Linked DNA regions of Mus musculus: region 2 is linked to region 1. Evidence: chromatin contacts called from public Hi-C data. All regions are on one chromosome and are shown on one strand. The core of a region is the stretch at or near the end of the contact, and the rest is flanking DNA. Distances in the headings are between cores, read along the strand shown.

What was found. Hi-C and Micro-C count contacts between places; a contact is called where the count stands out from the background.
Region 2: a Hi-C map of pro-B cells shows a contact between it and region 1, with 1.9 times the contacts expected there. The contact joins two enhancer-like sites. A contact is called at or near these places in 1 of 484 Hi-C or Micro-C datasets (pro-B cells) and 1 of 115 datasets of contacts at active chromatin or transcription factors (large pre-B cells).

What each region holds. Positions count from the first base shown.
Region 1 is chr9:7,241,329-7,244,134 of GRCm38.p6, reverse strand. No RefSeq gene overlaps it. Among named protein-coding and RNA genes, the nearest start is that of Gm31639, 13 kb to the left of the region's middle. Within about 2 kb of position 1,309, at least 5 of the 459 cell types and tissues checked have an H3K27ac peak or open chromatin away from gene starts, as enhancers often do. A contact at or near this core is called in pro-B cells, where this site is marked.
Region 2 is chr9:7,741,265-7,744,456 of GRCm38.p6, reverse strand. No RefSeq gene overlaps it. Among named protein-coding and RNA genes, the nearest start is that of Tmem123, 21 kb to the left of the region's middle. Within about 2 kb of position 1,531, at least 27 of the 459 cell types and tissues checked have an H3K27ac peak or open chromatin away from gene starts, as enhancers often do. A contact at or near this core is called in pro-B cells, where this site is marked.

The sequences.
Region 1 (2,806 bases), core at 60-2,559:
TGGGCCTGGAAAAGCGGGGAACTGTGTCAGAAGTAGTTGTCCAATTAAATTGATAATGCATGAAGGATTGCATGGGTTTAATCAAGAATGGAATAGCAAGGTGGACCTGGAATGCTACACTAAAGGAACACAACTAAAGTTGCCAGTGTGAGTGTCCCAGTGATCTCAGGGCGCAATAAGCATCCATCAGTAAGAACAAGCCATTACAGAATATCAGTTTGATTTGAAGAATGTGTGCTTTGGGTAAAAGAACAAACACTTTTCACCTTTCTAAAAGACACGTGTTTTTATAAATGATCGATTTAAGTTATGCTGAACTTTGTGGCCAAGGTTCAGTCCATGAGAGATTTGAGTACCACACATCAGGAAGAAATAACTTCTGTTCAGGTAAACAGGATTATGGCATGACCCTTCTTTATACACTAGGTAATAGGAAAAACAGAAAGCAGGAGGAGGTGAGTTTTATGGAAGCATGTTGAATGAAATAACTACTTGAAATAACACTGAAATGGGTTGATATTATATTCCATAGACTATAGGAAAACATAAAAGATTTTTGAATGATGCCATGTGTTAAGTTGTATATTAATCACTGGTATGAAGTCCGACTAACCTACTGTGGGTTCATTGTCTGGCAGATCAGCATGTCTGCAGTGATCTTCTATGCAAGTGAACACAGTAATAATCAGCACTGTGTGAAGAGAATAGAATGGTTGGGGCAAGAGCAGAGCCAGAGGCAAGGGCCTCCTTCCAGCAGTCAAGGCCTGGACTCACGAGGGCTACAGCATGCTCAGGGCTTAGGGGGTGAATTGAAGGTACAAGTAAAAAACTCATTTGAAAAGGCAATTCCACTTTTTACCCCCTGAAACATATGAGAGAAAAAAGCACATTAAAAAAACCCAAAAACAAAAACAAAAACAGAACAAAAAACAAAAAACAAAAAAAGAAAATCTTTCCAAACTGCTTGTTTAAAAAATAACTTTCACATTCTAAATTGTCACATTCTTCTCTCTTCTACCAGCTATGGTGGGAAATTTGAAGACCAGTTACTCAGATTCCAAACAAATGTCATACTTTTTTGGTTTTTAACTACGATTTGCCCAGCCATAAATAAATAAATAAAGTAACCAAGAGTTGACCAGGGTATCTGTTTATGTTCTCTAAAACTATAGGTTAGATCCCCAGCGGTTTCAATTTTGCCAGGAATCTTAACCACAGTCATAAAATTGTGAAACTACATAGACTGTAAAGCAAAAGGACAGCCTGCCTGAGAGGAAAGGAAGGAGGGAGAGACATGCTAGACTGAGCTTCAGCTGGCAGGGAGTAGGAGCTTCCAAAGAAGTCACCATGAGTAGGTAGGTTGCTTCTCAACTGCCTCTGAGCAGATCATAAAATCAGCTATTGATCCTTAACCCATCCTTACTGTCTCTCACTCCTCAAGTATTTAGTGAATGACAATAGGAATCCAAGTATTTTCTAGGTAATGGGGATAGGAAGAAACGTGTCTATCTTTATGAGGGTTATAATTTAGTGTGCATATTCGATAATTTTCTTGATCAAATACAAGAGGAGAAAGCAACTTAATAAAGGAAGGATCTATTTGGCCTTACAGTTTGAGAGGATAGAGTCCATCAATGGGAGGAAGGCATGGTGCTAAGCAACTCTGACTGCTCCCATCTCAGCGTACCAGGAAGCAGAGACAGGTTGTGAAACAGGTTTGGGCTCTAAACCTTCAAACCACCTGCCTCCTCTGGCTTGGCTTTACCTCTAAAGAGCAACTTCTCAAAACAGTGACACCATCTGGGGGCCATGTGTTCAAACACAGGAGCCTGAGGGGGACATTTTACATTCAATTCAGTAACCTTAATCGATGACAAATATAGTGAGCATGCTAGGTAGTGACATAGGCCGTGTAGTAAAAGAGAGAAAGAAGGGAGGAGCAGAGGCTGTCTGGTGACAGATCAGAGAGTGCACTTAATATGTGTATTGTAGTAAAAGCATGAAGAAAGCAAAAGTAAGTGATTACTGTCTCCCCACTAGTGATAATGATAACGATAGTGATTCAGTTTGTTATGCTACATCCATCATCTTCATCACTGATGATGATAACCATGGAGCTCTGTGTTGCTGAGATGGTAAAACATGCCAGCACACACTGGTCTCCCAAGTTATCATAATCTTGTTTTTCATCAGCACCCACATACATAATATTTCTAAGGCCTGCCACTTTTATCTCTTGGTGTCACTCCTTAATTCAAAATCCATCTCAATTTGCCCGTGTGTTAGCCTCCAGACCTGTCCACTCAGTCTCAATGTGCCATCCACATGAGGGAGTCTGACTAGAGCTGATGTACCTTGATAAAGAATATAAACACTGCCTTCCTTGGCTCAAATGCCTTACAGCTTCTCCGTCACATGAGGTTATTATCCAAGACTGTTATCATGGCAACCAATGTCCTCCAATACCTGATACATTCTCCACTCACGTCTTCTAAATAGTGAATCATTTCTTTCTAGCATACAACATGTTGCTTGTTGAATGTGTGTGTGTGTGTGTGTGTGTGTGCGTGTGTGTGCTCTTTCCCCTGCCTTGGGTGTACTCGCTAACATTTTATTTCTGGATAACTGATATATTGTTCAAATTCTATTTCAGGACTGCCTTTTCCAACTTGGGTTACATAATGAAGCTCTTTCTTAAACAAAACAAAACACAACACAACACAACAAAACAAAACAGAAAAGTCCATGGTGACATTATGCTATCAGTCATACTACTCTTTGAAATAACTACTGTCTAAGTATGAAC
Region 2 (3,192 bases), core at 282-2,781, 500 kb before region 1:
ATCAAGTTCACACAGCTACTGCTTTGACTCACTGAAGCTTGTCTGCTTGGCCCTGAATCAAGTTTCTTGGAAACTGAAGCTGTCCTGAGACCCAGCCACACAGACTCTGTGACATGAAGTCAGTAAAATATTTTGAAGTTCTTTGTTGAGCATTTACTATTTGTGCTGGTTAGTGTTTGTCAACTTGACACAAATTGGAATCACTCGGGAAAAGGGCATCTCAGCTGAGGAAATGCCCATCATATTGGCCTCTAGCCAAGTTCATGGGAGCATTTTCTTGATTAGTGTTTGATGTGTTAGGGCTTAGCCCACTGTGTGTGATGCCACCCCTGGACAGGCTGGCCTGGCCGGTATAAGGAAGCATTCTGAGGTCTGGAGAGATGGCTCACCTGTAAAGGATGGCTCACAATCAAGAAGAAAGCAAGCCAACAAGCTAACAAGCAGCATTCATCACGGGCGAAGTCTCTGCTTCAGCTCCTGTCTCTAGGCTCCTTCCTTGAGTTCTTCCCTTGGCTTTGCTCTACAGGCTGTCATCCATAAACCAGGTAAACTCTCCCTCTGGAGTCACTTTCAGTCATCGATAGAGAGCAAACAAAGACACTGTGCAGCACTACAGGAAGCATGGAAGCAGTGTTATGAGGGGCCTGCTCTTGAGTTTCTTAAGTCTAGACAGACAATGCATTTGCAGGGAGCTAAAATCCATCACCACAAGGGATTGTCACAAGGCAAAGATAGCTTTCAGTTGATTGGAAGGAGCTGTTCAATGTGTCTGGGAGATTTTCTGGGACTTGTCCCTGGAGTCCAGGTGACTAAAATGAGGAGGACATGACTGATCCAAGGAATGACTGAGGTGAAGGATTTTATTGTAGATATGGGAAAGTACAGCCAGCATCTGGAAGCATTCAGAATGAATCTGACCATGAGTGAAAAGGGAGAAGGAGAGTGGGAGAGGAGAGCACAAGCAGAAGAAAGTTCCAAGAGAGAGGGGACTGAGGTAGAAGGGCAAGAGGGACTAAAGGTGTGTGGCCAGTCTTCATTCCAGACAGGTCATACAGACTTAGGTCTTTGAATGTGATCCCTTGCCAGATTAGCCATATGGCTGGATTAAAATTCCTCTACAGCTTTAGTTATTGTTACTATTTATTAAGGTATTCTCTAATACCATAGTCAAAGGGAGCTTGAGCCTTAGGAAGGGAGCCACTAGAAAGATCCTGAGCATCCACCTACTTCACAGACACTTGTAGAATAGAAATAGCCACTGGGTTGACCACTTGTAGCACAATAGCCAGCTAGGCTTTATGTAGATGGCAATAGATGACACCCTTTATAACCAGCACAGTCAGTAGTCAGGAGCACCCTTTAAGTATAGTTAAAACAGGATTCTGCTTCAGACTAGACTTGTGATCTCTTATGAGAGGATCTCCTTCATTAGAGAAGAAGTCATACTTGGCAACTGAGTGAAGCATAGAACCCCATAGTGAAAAATAGGCAGGGCACACATGAGCAGGCAGGGGACACACATGAGCACCGAATAAGGAAGTGGAAGAAACAGCTGTTCTGATGAGATCTGCACTCACACACCTGTATATTTGACACCCTTCCTTTTACTGCAGAAGAAATCCTCCTACCCACATGTCCCAAGTGCTGGGATTACAAGAGTGTGCCACCATTCCTGACCTCAAGTCCCTTTTGTGTGTGTCAGGCAGGCATTGTACCAACTGAGATCCATCCCCAGTTCTTGTGTCTGATTATAAATTGTTTTATCTATAATACTAGCTATCATATCATTCACCTATAATCTTAGCTCTTGGAAGGCAGAGCCAGAAGAATCAGTAGTTCAAGGCCAGTTTGAGCTAGTAATGAGTTTGAGGCCAGTCTGGGTTTCATGAGATCCTGTCTAAATAAAAGAAAGACAAAAAATTCTCTTGTGTAGAAGACAAAGACTCTGCAAAGGGAGCCCTGTGTCATGTTGACCAAAGGGCTAATGGAAGGCCTGGGCACTGGTCCAGGTCTCGAAGGATGTATTAGTATTTCTTCAAATGCTGTGAAGGTCCAATGATATGCTACATTTGGCTTTGCATTCTTCACCAGTATAGCAGTGAGGCTATTGGAAACATGGTTGGAATATTAATTCAGAAACCCAAATGCCAGCTTCTTTTGAAATATGGAAAGATTAGATTAGATGGTACTGGGCCTTTGGCACCTGGTTCTCTGTCTGTCTCTGTCTCTGTCTCACTCTTTTATGCAGTACTAGGGATGGAAGTCGGAGCTTCACAATGCCACCCAGGTGTTCTACCACCAACCCACACACTCCCACAGCCCTCTTTTTCCTTTTTTCCTTTTTATCTTTCTGAGACAGGGTTTTAATGTGTAGCCCTGGCTTGCCTGGAACGAGCTATGTAGACCAGGCTGGCCTCCAACTCACAGAGATCCTCCTGCCTCTTCCTTCCAAGTGCTGAGATTAAAGGTATGTGATACATCCAGTATCATTTTACTTTTTAAAAATGTAATATTTTCTATTTATTCCTTGAGAATTTTATACATACATATAATATATATCAGACACATTCAATCACATCCAATATATTCTTCTTTCTTTCCTTCCTTCCTTCCTCCCTCCCTCCCTTTCTCCCTCTCTCTCTCTCTCTTTCTTTCTTTCTTTCTTTCTTTCTTTCTTTCTTTCTTTCTTTCTTTCTCTCTTTCTTTCTTTTTCTTCCTCTCTCTTTCTTTCTTTCTTTCTTTCTTTCTTTCTTTCTTTCTTTCTCTCTCTCTCTCTCTCTCTCTCTTTCTTTCTTTCTTTCTTTCTTAAATAACGCACCGGGACCAGTTAATGATGCCCATATATGCATTCGGAGGAGCATGGACAATTTGTCATGGATTATACCTCTAAAGAAAAAAGATTCTTGGCTCTGACTCCAGGGTTCAGGCGAGATCGCCATCTTGTATCCCGGGTCTCTGAGAGACCAGTCTGCACAGGACAGCATGTGAGCTGAAGAAGCAACAGAGCCTCTTGGGCAGGGTCCCTTCAGGTCTTCATCTTCAGCCAGGAGGCAGAGCTGAGCTCCAGATCTCTGTGCACCTTCCATGCCAGAAGAGAGCTTACCTGTAGAGAGTGCTCTGACCACTGGTACTCAGGAGAGAGTTGAACTCCCAGGACTGTTGACAGAGGCTAACCAGAATCACAGGAGGAAT